Regions from separate parts of the Sus scrofa genome. Here all the other regions are linked to region 2. A link is a contact called in public HiChIP or PLAC-seq data. All regions are on one chromosome and are shown on one strand. The core of a region is the stretch at or near the end of the contact, and the rest is flanking DNA. Distances in the headings are between cores, read along the strand shown. Region 1 overlaps SMPX (small muscle protein, X-linked). Region 2 overlaps CNKSR2 (connector enhancer of kinase suppressor of ras 2). Region 3 has its middle 27 kb from the start of MBTPS2.

Region 1 (4,328 bases), core at 553-3,052, 320 kb after region 2:
GAGCAGAGGGCATGGGCAAGTTTGTGAGGACCACACAGGGAAGAAACACTTTCTGGATGCCAGTTTGCGCCAGGTGCCCCATCAGAGCCAACTCACTGTCTTTACGGTTGCCTCTCAAGGTCGGAATTATCATTCCTATTTATAGACGTGGCTCAGAATGGTCAGGAACATGCCCAAGGTCACAGACTTACTACATGACCTAGCCAGAAGTGGAGCGCAAGTGTGTCCCACTCTGTCCAGCACGTCCAGTGCTCAGTGTCTTAAGTTCCTTCCCATGGTAACAGGCTATCGTTAGTAATAACAGTAGCTACTGCTCTACTGGGGCCTTTGTACACATTATGTACGTAATTTGGAGTTTCTCAACCTCGATGCTATTGACATTTCTTGCGGGGAGGGGGACAGTCCTGCACATTGTAGAATGTTCGTGGCATCCCTGGCCTCTGCCCACTAGTTGTCAATAGTACCCACCCTTAGTTGTGACAACAAAAATTGTCTCCAGTCGTTGCTAAACGTCCTTTATGGCGGGGGGCAAAATCACCCCACGAGATAGGTACTTTTCTCACTTTTCAGAAAAACAGTGATGATCCAGATCACTGACCAAGAGAATAGTAAAGCCAGTCTATGAACCTATGCCTTCTTCACCCCTAACGTGTATGCTCTTCAACCTTCTCCCAGTAGAAGGTCTATTTTCCAACATCCTGTCTAGAATCTTTGTCACTTGTCTTTAAAGACCAAGTCTTGTTTTTTCCTTCCCGCTCCAGCCATTACGTGCTAACATCCCCTCACATTCACTCCCACCTAAACTGTGAGTCCCTCCAGGGACATTGTCTTATATCAGCTACCACGGATGTGGTTGTGCCTGGCATGTAGTAGGTGCACAGATGTTCACTTATTCCAGGAGTGAATTCATTCCAGTACTTTAATTCTTGCCACTCAAATACAGCTCATGATGTTACCTTGCTTCCGAAGAAAAAGGTTACTTCAGCCAAAGTAAATTCCAGGTAGCCCATGTACAAAAGGATCAGGAACTGAAAATTAATCGAGTCTGAATAAATGGCTGTTTGAACACTCAGAATTTAATAACCCCATTTGGAGAGTTTTCAGGCATTGTTGCCTGTGGAACCAAAGGGCAGCCATGATTCCTGTCCTTTGTATCCAAGAGTGGGGCTCAGGCAAGAGAGAGTCAGGAAAATGTGTATTATGTGTTAAGGAATTGGCTGTGCCTGTGACACATCAGGGCGTGTTTTCTAGGGTGGAAGGAAGAGCCACTGTCCTTTCGAGAAGGCATCCAGTGTCTTCCGGGCAGTAGGACATGCTTGCTTAGTGCTGTTTTTCCAGCAGTCAAGATGAATTGTTCTGAGCAGCCTTCGTGCCACCTGCCTGGACCAAAGCAACTCCTATCTGTCTGCTGCTTAACAGAAATGTCCCTCAGTGAGAAGTTGGTTGACTGACCTTAAACCGGAGGCTGGGGAATGATCAGTTCGCGGGCAGGGAGCAGTGGTGAGGGAGTACAAGTTAAATGTGCAAGTCTTGATTTGCTCCTCGTGATTCCTGCTCCTTCTCAAATGCCACAACGTGTGGGGGGGAGTTAAAACTAGCAGCCTTGTCACGATGCAGCCAAGCCCGATTAGACAGCCTGGAATTCACTTCCCCAGTTTCTGCGTGGGCTGCACACAGCGTGAGAAGGAATGAGAGAAAAGGCTTCCTGGGTAGGAGACGGCTGCCTCTTGATGACACAGTGAGGCCTGCCAAGCCCTAGCTCATCCCCAGAGCAGAGGCGGGCTCTGCAGAGGCCTGGCCTTCCTCTGCTGCGGTTTTGTCAGCACCCGGCCAGGGCTCCACCGTGCCAGGATCAGGCGGGGTGGCTACTGTTCTGTCCCTTCTCCTTCCTCCTCCCCGCCTTTTCCTCCTTTCCTTCACTTCCTTTGCCTTTCTCTCAGTCCTGCTCTCTCTCAGGCTTTCTCTCTTGATGGAGGTTAATTAACCCTTCCTTTTTTCGAGACCCTTAAAGCAAATTATTAGGGCTTCTAGGCAGTGTTTTTCCCATTCACCTGACCCTGGGTAGACGCCTTGATTTGTATTTGAACCCTCAAAGCGGATACCCTTGGCTCCTGGTGCATGCTTTATGCTTGATAGATGCTGGTCGAATGACTGAATGGATGAATGCATGAATGAATGAAAGAAAAAAGAAACCAACAGGTTGTGGTGTCACTTTTTTGTGGAGATGACAGTTTCTGCAGCCTCTTTAAGCCTTTGCTTGTCTTACTGTGACCTAGCACAGTGAAATATTGGCAAAGCCCAGAAGACCACAACTAAAAGAACATTTTTAAAGAATGCAGTCAGTGATGGTGATTAAAAGGGCTGGCTGTGGAGTATGACAGATGACATTGGCATCTTCCCTCTGTGACTTACAAGCTGGATGACTTTGGTCAAGTTACACAAACTCTCGCAGCCTTCTTTCCCCCATAAATGAAATAGGCAACCAGTATATATTCCATGCATGAGGAGTAAGTGAAGTGATGGAAGTGAAGCGAGGGGCACAGTGTCAGGCATTATCACGAGCTTATAATAACCGCTAACAATGACAATAAAAATGATGACATTGATATTGGTGCTGATGATTACTAATGCATAACATTCATATTTTAAAAGACTTGATGAGCTGCTGAGATAACCTACTGCTTTCTGATACATTTGAGATGAGAAAATAACCTACCAAAAAGTGTCATGTTTAAGGCCTTATACCACAATTCCATATATACCATATACCTATTTAGTTTACCAGTTTGACAATAGAATCATGTTTAAGAGTGCTTGATTACGGAGTCTCTGATTAATGTGAAGAGACTATAAATATTGGGCAATTACCTTTCTTTTTATTAATGTTTTCATTTCTGTAAAATGCAATGCTGTGATTGCTTGGAAAGGAACGCTTGCAAGTTGGTCCTGACACCAAACTTTCAAGTAGATCAATCAAGGTTACTTACTCTTAGCACAACTAACATTGAGGGCTGGATAATTCCTTGCTTTGGAGAGGCGGGTGCAGTCCTGGCTCTCGTGGGACATTTACCAGCATCCTTGGAAACTCCCCACTGGATGACAATAGCTACCCATACCGCCCCCAAGCTGTGACAACTCAAACTGTCTCCAGACATTGCCCTCTGCCCCCAGAACCACTGGGATGGGGGAAATGAGTTCCATTGCTTGGGAAGCAGGGCAAGTGCCAGTGGTAACTGTCCTTTAGCCCGTAGAAATCTACATGTGGGAGTACAAGGTTCTAAAAATTGGGTCCTGAGTCACCTCTTCCTTTTAGCGAGCTGTCCAGAGCAGATGGGCTTCTCTGGGCTCAGATCTACTCCCACCAATTCCAAATTCCTCCAGAGAATTCACACACTAGGCCCTCCAGACATCTGTTTTAATAGAAACCATCCAGGTCGCTTCTGTGTGTTTGCTGTAGAGAGGCTCTTAAAGCAACTGCCAGAATCGGCTCAAAGGCTCCTCATGTTCACCCTCAAGAGTACTTTACTCCCACACAGGCTATAACCAGGGCCTAGAATAATAGCTTTGCCAGGCAGGTTAACAAATGAATAAAACCTTGATGCAGTTCAGAACCACTGCAAAACTCATCTTTATCGTAACCAAGTGGGGAGCAGGAGGGGAAAAAAGAACATCACAAATCAAAAGAAATGTGGCTTCACTAGAGAGTGAAAAAATCTCAGCATAAAAAATTTCCTTCAAAGAAAGTAAATAGAGCTTCTGTAATTGGGTCAAAGCAGGGAACATTTCAAAATTGAGGACAAAAATTTTCCAGCAGACCACAGAGAAGATATTTGGAGAAGTTGTTCGGGTTTTTTTTTTTTTTTTTTAAAGTTTAGTTCTAGGTAAAACAATAAACAGTCCTCTGTCTTTTGACAGAGGGAAAAGGTTATGAAGTCATGTTAAGTCAAAGACTATGAGAAATAAATCATCTTAATTCTGAAAGCTACAAAGTAACATAAATTCTTCTGATAGAGAAAGACAAATACTATATGATCTCACTTATATGTGGAATCTAACACACACACATGCTTAAAAAGATCAGATATGTGGTTTACCAGAGGCAGAGGGTGGGAGGGGGAATTGGAGGATGGTGGTCAAAAGTTACAAATTTCCAGTTAAAAGATAAATAAGCATTAGGGATGTAATGTACAACATGGTAACTAGAGTTAACACTGCTGTGTGATACATAGGAAAGTTAAGAGAGTAAATCCTAAGAGTTCTCATCACAAGGACAAAATGTATTTTCTTTCTTTCATTTTTACCGTCATCTATATGAGATGCTGAATATT
Region 2 (4,427 bases), core at 447-2,946:
GTACTTGTGTGCCTTTATTGAAACACATCATTAGTTAAAACAATTTGCAACTTTTCTTTTATAAAAGAACATGCTTAGTTTCTCTACATGTTGACACTCTTGTTCTCTGTGAGATGAATTGATAAGTTAAAACCAGAAAGAACTTACAGAACTCTCTTGGTCCTATGCCATCATCGTATTACATGGAAGCAGCTGAGCTCAGAGAGGTTAAAGAACTTGTCTAGATTCACATATCTTTCTAGTAACAAAAACAAAAAGAACTCAATATATGAGAGCTCAGAAAATATGCATAGGTCTCTTCATTGTTATAAAAACATCTCTGTTAGGAACAAAAGAGAGTGAATTCTTTTGATCACTGGTGTCAAAGCTAGAGCACGTCTTGATTAACACATGCAGCAGGCCCACTTCATAGAATAATCCCCTCATTAAGAATGTTTGGTTTAGATTTCATTTTATGTAATCAGATGTAAGATTCAGAGAATGCCCAACCCCATTTATAGGGAGTTAAAATGCTATTAAGTGCTAGAAAAACTTCTGATGGTCTTCTAATCTCTGTGTGCTATGACTCAGTGATTTTAAATCTCATTTTCTAAGGCTTTGCAGTTTGTTAATATAGTCCAGTGCAACAGGATTAAATCCAAATCTGAACACAGAGTAGATTTTATGGTGTGTTTAGAGCTGAATGAGTGGTTTTCTATGCTGAATAGTCTATTATAATTCACTCATTTTTAATTATTTTATGATAAACATGCACCTCAGACTCTAAATTGACCCTGTATTCTTTAACTATGTATCACTTAAATAACTTTCACACTACTAGAATTAATATATTAGAGTAAATTGGTCCCAGCCAAATACAAATAGTTGTCTTTGATACATCAAAAAAGTATGTTTGAAAGATCAAGGCCACTGAGTTATTTCAACATTTGTTCACAGAATTTATGGTGATGTCCTCCTTGATGCCTATTTTTAAACATTTCCTTCTTCTATGTAGTAGATATTGCACCATTTATACTATTCTCATTCTTTTCTCTTTCCAACATTCCTACATCTCAGTGTTAGTTAAAGCCTCAACAGTTGGAGTCTCTGATTTCAAGGAATATTTATTTATTTAAAATCTGAAATAACTTAACAGTGTGACATTTGCTTTTGTCAGTGGTTTGTAAATTTCATGACCACAGTGAGATTTCGGTAATTATTTTTTAATAAATATATGAATGCCAAATAGAGAGAAATGACTAAATAAAAGTATTTAGTGAAATGGAAGCAAACATGTTAATGGATTTTTTCCAAGTTAAAAATGTGTTTGGGTCTCTTGTATTAGATATGCTATCAAGTATTCAATAACTAGATGAAAATTTAAAGTACTTTTTCTTTCACCTCTGAAATGCCATTGTGTTTTCCATTCTAAATTTCTTTCTAATGGCATTTGCTATCCTTTAGCAATTACTTCCTTTTACATATTAAGTTTTAGATATTATATTTTCAAGATTTGTCATGCTTTTAAGGCAGGCATAATTATGTAAAAATCACTCAAGAATGAACTGTGGCATTATGTACATTTTCTGATCGCTGCTGTCAAAAATGGAATAATAACACTTTTCCTGACAACTTAAGAAGTGTGGTCACCTCAGGACAAGCACTTAGTCATACTTCTGGGGCCAGTAGGAAAAGTTCGCATCATTGGCAGCCACCTGGGCTCTTCATGTTCCATGACAAATGGCAAACTGGCACATGGTGTAACTGAAATGTTTCTCAAATGTCTAAGTCCCAGGAAAAATTAATGTTAAGAAGTGTAAAAGCTGAAGTCCATGACTTATTTTGAACCAGGACTTTTAAATTCTTAATTCAATTATACTTATTTCACAAATTTGCTGTGTTTTAACTTAACTGAATTTGTATTATAACTTGATAGGATAAAACTAAAGCACCTTACACAGTAAAGAGCTAAAGAATTGGGTCTTGTTTATATGGGTGTGTGTGTGTGTGTGTGTGTGTTTATATATATATATATATTTAAGTGTAGTAACCCATCTCAACAAGCCAGATAACACTGAAATAAAACCGTTAATATTTTTTCTAATTTATCTGTCATAGATATACAGCTGTTAATTTAGCCTAGATATTTGCGGGACTTCTAATTACATGTATATCTGAAGAATATAGACCAGTAATACAGTATTAGAAAACTTGATTTATTACCCTCATAAATACCAATAAAATTTAGAGCCAGAAACTACCCACCTCCACCTACTGAAACAACCTTAAAGCATAAATAGTATTTTAGAGTATTTTACTAATATTATCAATGTCAGTGTGACTAAAATAAACACCTTATAAAAACAAACAAAACTTTTAATTGAATGGCTTCTTTCTTTTGTAATGTATATCCTCAAGTTACATCTTACATTTTTTATATATGGAAATTAATTGTATGCATATCCTTCAAATGAAAGGAAATTTGTTTTAGAGACATTTTTTCTCTCTTTTTAAATCATACTTGAAATTCATAATTTGCTAATTATATCAGAGGTAATCCTGTATGGTTGGGTAACATTTGTATTTGTATGTGGGTTGTTTTTTAATAGTAAAATACAGCATATGTTGCTACGTAATTAGGTATTTTTGAAATTTTCTCTAAACATTGGAGTCTAACATAAAAACTTTTTGGGATAGTTCAGTTATTCTTTTCCTTAGGTAATTAGAATGTCCCCATTCTAATTTTTTTTCATCAAAAAAATTTTTTTTACTGTTTAATCATATTAATTTATAACTCCAGTCAGGCCTATCCACTGTCACCATTGTATAACCACCTCCAATACTCTGCTCCAGTGGTCACTATATTACACAGACTACTCTAGTAGTCACTGTATTACAGAGGGCAAAATGTAGGCTTTGAAGCTAAATATGCCTAGATTTAAATTGCAGTTTTGCTACTTATTGGTTGTATGGATTTGAGCACATAATGACCTCTTCTTTTTAAAATGAGGAAATAACAACACTTAGCATTTGAGGTTTAAATAAGGTAATCTGTTCAAAAGATACACCTCAGTCGTTGGTACTTAGTAAGTTCTAAATAAACATTGGCTATTATTATTATTGTTACTACCAACAATAACACCACCTATAAAAGAGGGTTGTAGTCACGAGTTGATAATGTATGCAAAGATTATAGTAGGAACTGGAAAAGTACTGGTTTTAATTGTTACCACTAACAATACAAATTATGATACTAGCTTACAAACAATTAATTACTGTAATTGATGCTGAATGTAAATAATCAGGTTTTTTTTTTTAACTGCTCCATTTAACTTTACCAAAATTGCATAATGAAACTGGAGAAAAAGAAAAGAATACTGAGAAGATAAAAATAGACATAAAGATTCCAGAAGTTTACATTTGAGTCAGAATCAAGGTTCTTTGCCAAGCATGGACAATTCAACCTAACATAGCCTATTCATACACACTCTTCCGATTATATGCCTCATGCCTGAATATACTTGAATAATCCTGTTCTAGCCATTAAAAAATTGGGAGTTCCCGTCATGGCTCAGTGGTAACGACCTGACTAGGATCCATGAGGACACGGTTCGATCCCTGGCCTTGCTCAGTGGATTAAGGATCTGGCATTGCCGTGATCTGTGGTGAAGTTTGCAGCTGTGGCTTGGATCTGGCATTGCTGTGGCTGTGGTGTAGGCCCACAGCTACAGCTCTGATTCAACCCCTAGCCTAGGAACTTCCATTATGCCATGGGTGAGGCCATTAAAAAAAAGACAAAAAAAATCATACTTCTGAACTATATAACTATGCATATTTTCATTTCGTGATATATATATATTATTTTATTCAGACTTAGCAATGTCTGAGTTTCAGAAGACTTTGAGTTGTATCTGGCATATCTGTACCATAAACATTTGTAAATGAAATAATGAATAAAATAACACAAGCTAACGAAACATGATCTAAGGTAACTACTACTCTTAAACTTCCATGTTATATGTAAATTTAACTACAGAGCTAGGAATATTTTTCTCTCTTTTAAGACCCAAGAAAGATAATTTTTATTTAATTTCAGGAGCAGAAACTCTTTGTTTTATCTGTGTAAATTAAACATGTTATTGAAAGCTTTTCTTTCATAAACTATAAGTTCAAATGTTGTTGCCTGAATGAAAAACCGGACCAAAATATATGAAGAAAATATTTTAAAATGAATAAGCTTTATTTATTTTGGGGCAAATTTGCCTTAATTTGAAGGATTCATTAGGAAAGAGAAAAAGAGTGGATGAAAGAACATTTTAAAACTTTCACGTGTCACTCCTTTCTTCCTTAGTTTTTTTTTTTTTTTTTTTCCCCTGGTCTCTTGTCTTTTTAGGGCCACACCCGAGGCATATAGAGGTTCCCAGGCTAGGGGTCTGATTGGAGCTACA
Region 3 (4,777 bases), core at 1,393-3,892, 400 kb after region 2:
CCTTCCTTTCCTTTCTGGAATTTATTTCCAGTGTTAGAAAGTCCTGGGGGAAAACTGGTATAGCTATATGATTTTTAAAAAATTAAGATGGTCTCCAGTGAAATTGTCACTATACTCCCCAAACCTCAAATTTAGAAAGACACTAAAGTGAGTACTTATGGAAATATCCCTCAGTGTTCTAAATAATGTCTTTAAGGTGTACTCTCTAATTTTTATTGTGTCTCTAAGTTTAAAATTCATTTCCTAAAATATGTAAATAGCAGTGTCAAGCAAAGGATCACCACTCCATTTTGTACACAGAAAATAGAAGCCCAAAAAGGAACAGTAGCACTCTACTTTGGTTTGTTTGTGGGAGAGACAGGACCACAGCCAAAACCTCCTCAGTCCTAAAATCCAGGCCTCTTTTCCAAAATACCACGCTGAACAGATGCATTGCACGGATTAAGATCAGGTTTCTTGGCCAAAGGCAAAATGACGTCAGCAGCATGAGAAATTCTAAGGAGCAAGGCACTCAGAATTCACATTTTTAGCACTGAGAAGAGCTGTTTCTAGGCCTTAACCTTCCAGGCAGTGTGAGTTCCAGCCAGCGTGGGCCCACCCATCAGCTGCGCTGGGTGTCACCTTGGCTGAGGTCTTTCCGGGAGGCATGCATAAGGCAGAACTGGACAAACCTGGGACCAAGGAAGCTGACCTTGCCGTGGGTCGACCTGTAGTTCAAGTCACAGTATTCCAAATAATAGGGGAGCCTTGGGTCTGGAAAGACATCAACACAGAAGGGGGGCGATTCAGTGACTGGGACACCACAGTGAGACTCTTGCCAGACTCTGCATCTGAGTGCAGGTAATCAGGGCATCCTTAGGTCTCAGCCAGTGGCTGAGGATAATCCACTCCAGCACCTTGGAGAGAGGGAAAGGCAAGCACTAGGAAAGCTAACAACGCCAGGTCAAACAAGGGCCTGTCTTGGGGCCAAAGAGTATGCACATCAGGAGAAAAGACAGCAGTTCAGGTACACAAACGAGACATAACACAGGGTGAGAGTTGAGGCATCATTTGGAAATGCTTCTGGCTATATGTGACAGAAAAACAGCTCACAGGTCACAGTTGGCTTAAACTTTAGGAGCATCTGTTGTTTAAAATAGAGTCCAGAGATAAGCAGTCCCACGATTCGGTCAGCAGCTCAACCAGGACATCGAGATTTCAGGTCTTTTCCATCCTTCCCCTCTACCAGTCCTCAGCATATTGGCTTTATTGCCCTTGGACTTGCTATCTAATGGTCACAAAATGGTTACCACATCTATAAGCATCATATCCTCCTATAACTGTCCCCAAAGGCAGAAGAATTCTCCTTCTGACATTTTGGCCAGAGCTGTGTCACATGACTACTCACAAGAACACGTGGTCTTTGATTTCGTACTTTTACAATGTGAGGTAGGCAAATGAAAAAGAGGAATGGTTATAGGATAACCAGCCAACAGCATCTGCCACAGAGTAGCAAGGAGGCTACAGCCTGATGGAATATGCTTCCAATATATACGTGACAGAAAAACAGCTCATAGCTCACAGTTGTCTTCAACTTTTGGAAGATCTGTCGTTTAAAATAGAGTCCAGAGATAAGCAGTCCCAGGATTCATGCTGGGGCCCATGGTCTCCCCACCCAGCAGCACCCCAGACACCAGGCTTGGAGCAACCAAGTCCAAAGGATGGGACTTCTAACACTCTTGTTCAGAGGGCTCAGGGCCTGTGTAGGACTAAACATTTGGTTGAAAGTCTTTAATGCAGACAAATGTTTTCAGAACAGTCCTCTTAACCTAAAACTATGTGCATGAAATACTCCCTTCTTAGAGGAAATAATGCTGAAGTCCATCCCCATGCCCTTCACAGGGCTTAGCTGCTGCCACCAGTTCATTTTCTATCTTTGCATCAGTGTCTGGAACTCCCGCCCTGGCCCCGCTCAAGTGAGGGGAGGCATTACCATGAGGCTGCCAAGTCCTACCCAGTGACAAAGTTTAGTGAAACTGTCCCCTAAGATGCTGGCCTCCTCAGGTTCCCCTGAGGAGGTCAGGGCCTCAAATTAGCTCCTGTGATAGGCTTTCCTGGTGTCTTGGCAACTGAATGTCCTGATGAACCAGATAGACCCTCTCTTGACAGATGCAATTCCAAATCACAGCAACTGTAACCAGAGGCAATGACAGCTAACCAGTGACAGCTGACACTTCGGTAGCATTTACTATGAGCCAGGAATAACATGTTCTGTGCCCTCAATATGCCCAAACTCACTGAATCCTCATAGCAACCCTGTAAGTAGGTGCTGTTATCATCATACTCATTCTTATACACGAGGAAACGGAGACACAGAGAGATTAAGGAACTTGCTCAAGGTCATGCAGCTAATAAATAGCAGAGCCAGGATTTGAAGCAGGGCAGCCTGGCCCCAGAATCTCTGCTCCTTAACCACTACACTGCCTCTTACCCAAGTCAACTTTGCAGTCTTTTGAACCAAACATTGCAAAAATGCAGTTCACAGAGGCAGTAGGAAGCCCGTGGATGAGGAAGGAACACGAGGCACTGTCCTTCATTCAGTCGTTGGCCCCCAAGGTCTGGTGCCTTTGCCTGGTGCTGTGGTGGTAGGGTGCGGTGACACCCATCGGCCAGTGAGGCCTGTGCCAGCGGGACAGCGACACACTGTGGTAACAAGAAAGCTAAACGGACAGTGTCTAATCCAAATATTTGTTGAAAAGAGCAGTCCCCATGGCCGGGCTGCTGTGGCGCAGACAAGATCAGACATGGCATATGTTAGGGTGGAGTTGTCACTTGGCTTATACTTAACATTCCCACATAATGGAGTCCTTGTGAGCTTTTGACAGTATATAAACAAAACATCTTGTTTCTCAGGCAGTTACTTTAGAGAGACTTAATGGCTGCCTGCCGAATGCTGACATGAAATAGCTTTTGTCTCAGCTGCCGGAGTCATGAGTTATCAATATTTGAAATACCCAGCTCGCGCCTATCTGTTTTAATTGCTTTGTGTTTTTCTTGTCCGTGATGTGCCAAATATAAATTTTAAGAAGGCTTTTTGTACATATAGATTTCCTTCAGGGCTCCTTTTAAAGGTTACTCATGGCTTCATAAAATATATATACTTTGGGTTAAAATATGAGGCCTATTTAATGACCTAGAGTTTTGAGGTTGCAGTAATAAGAGTGAATCACCCTCTGACTTTGGCAACACCTTTAGGTAACTTGGCCTCTGACGAGAGGAATACCAAAATTCTAAAAGCTCAAAAATAGTACTTCATCTAATTCGGGTGTGTGGGGGTTTGCTTCCAGATAGTGTGTGAATCACAGGGCGGGTATATAATATTTTCAGCCAAAGAGCGACTCTCTAATAACATAATCCCCTTCTGGGGCAGCCATTACCTCACCTTAAGCTGATTCACTTTAATGACACACAGTGGGTAAACATTAATGACATAATGTCATAAATAATAACCCATGAATACCCTAATTCAACCTCTTTGATAGTTTAAAATTAGATTATGAAAAACTGAGCCATATAGAACAAAGACCTTGTTTTGCACTGCTAAGATGGAAATTGAAAATTAATATTTAGGATACAGTTCAAAAGCCACCATCTTAAAATTTCCTTCTGCCCCTGATTAGGGATAGGGCATTGCCTCCTGTGAGAGGGCAGGCCACATGGAATGGTACCAGCTAATGAAGAACCTCCTAAGGCTCGGGTACAGAGCCAACCCTCAAGACTGGCCCTATGCAAAAGTATTAGGTCAGGAAATTTTGCCTATCTGCACTCCCTCGAGCTCCTTTCTTGACTCGGCCCCCTTCTCCTCACCCTCCTACCTCTCTCCCTTGCTTTTTCCTTAGTGGAGGGAGGGAGAGTCAGAAAAGGCCCTTTTTTGAAGTCTTTGAATTCTTTTCTGAAATCCTGGCTGTGATGTTTCAGTTAACCAGGTTGATTAGATCATCCCGACTTTACCCAGACCCCTAGGAAATGAATTTGTAGCAGCATGCCAAATTAATAGTTTATAACAGAAATGTAGTTTCCAGGAAGACCAATGAAGAAGACATTCCCTCACTTGAAAGATAGCCTGCTTACAAGGCAGAAAAAACCTGCAAAAGTCAGGATAGGCTAAGTTAGCCTGTGGTAACAAACAACTCTAAAACTTCAGCGGTTTACAACCAGCCTAGGGTTTGTATTCACATTACTACGTGTCTAGCACAGCTCTGCTCCATTGTCATGTTCACTCAGGCAGTTGGAGAAAAGGAAAAAAGAGATCATGAACCACAAGGAGGGGTACTGAAGGGAGAAAAAAGAGGGAATATTGGGGGGAAAGTAATATAATCTACCACAGGTACATGGAATTTTTTCTTAGAAGAGCCCTAAGCTTACAGTTCAAAAGCAGCTTTCCCTTTCCAGCTCTGCTGCCTAACCAGCTCTTGACCTTGACCCAGTCACTTCACCTTTCTGAGCTTCACTTTCACAATCAGGAAAATTGGGGACTGAATTCCATGACTCTGAGAGTGTCCTTCAGCTTAGAAACCAGAGGTTCCTGATGGCTAGAATAGGGTCCCTCTCACGAGCCAGGGCCTGGAGCACATCACCAATGTTTTTCTCTGGTGACTAAAACTCTTCTGACTCTATCACACAGTACCTACTTGGCCTATAAGAAGCCTGACACTGGAGTTCCCGTCGTGGCGCAGCGGTTAACGACTCCGACTAGGAACCATGAGGTTGCAGGTTCGGTCCCTGCCATTGCTCAGTG

The links. HiChIP or PLAC-seq counts read pairs in DNA pulled down with a chosen protein or histone mark.
Region 1: a contact with region 2 is called in an H3K27ac HiChIP or PLAC-seq map of skeletal muscle, with 18 times the contacts expected there. The contact joins two enhancer-like sites. A contact is called at or near these places in 9 of 47 Hi-C or Micro-C datasets (embryonic fibroblasts, fetal skeletal muscle, heart right ventricle and 6 more) and 1 of 2 datasets of contacts at active chromatin or transcription factors (skeletal muscle).
Region 3: an H3K27ac HiChIP or PLAC-seq map of skeletal muscle shows a contact between it and region 2, with 8 times the contacts expected there. The contact joins two enhancer-like sites. A contact is called at or near these places in 1 of 47 Hi-C or Micro-C datasets (embryonic fibroblasts) and 1 of 2 datasets of contacts at active chromatin or transcription factors (skeletal muscle).

What each region holds. Positions count from the first base shown.
Region 1 is chrX:17,904,764-17,909,091 of Sscrofa11.1, forward strand. All of the region lies in intron 4 of SMPX (small muscle protein, X-linked), which reads right to left. Among named protein-coding and RNA genes, the nearest start is that of SMPX, 31 kb to the right of the region's middle. Within about 2 kb of position 1,803, at least 8 of the 83 cell types and tissues checked have an H3K27ac peak or open chromatin away from gene starts, as enhancers often do. A contact at or near this core is called in skeletal muscle, where this site is marked.
Region 2 is chrX:17,584,900-17,589,326 of Sscrofa11.1, forward strand. All of the region lies in intron 1 of CNKSR2 (connector enhancer of kinase suppressor of ras 2), which reads left to right. Among named protein-coding and RNA genes, the nearest start is that of CNKSR2, 26 kb to the left of the region's middle. Within about 2 kb of position 1,697, at least 1 of the 83 cell types and tissues checked has an H3K27ac peak or open chromatin away from gene starts, as enhancers often do. A contact at or near this core is called in skeletal muscle, where this site is marked.
Region 3 is chrX:17,983,524-17,988,300 of Sscrofa11.1, forward strand. No RefSeq gene overlaps it. Among named protein-coding and RNA genes, the nearest start is that of MBTPS2, 27 kb to the right of the region's middle. Within about 2 kb of position 2,643, at least 3 of the 83 cell types and tissues checked have an H3K27ac peak or open chromatin away from gene starts, as enhancers often do. A contact at or near this core is called in skeletal muscle, where this site is marked.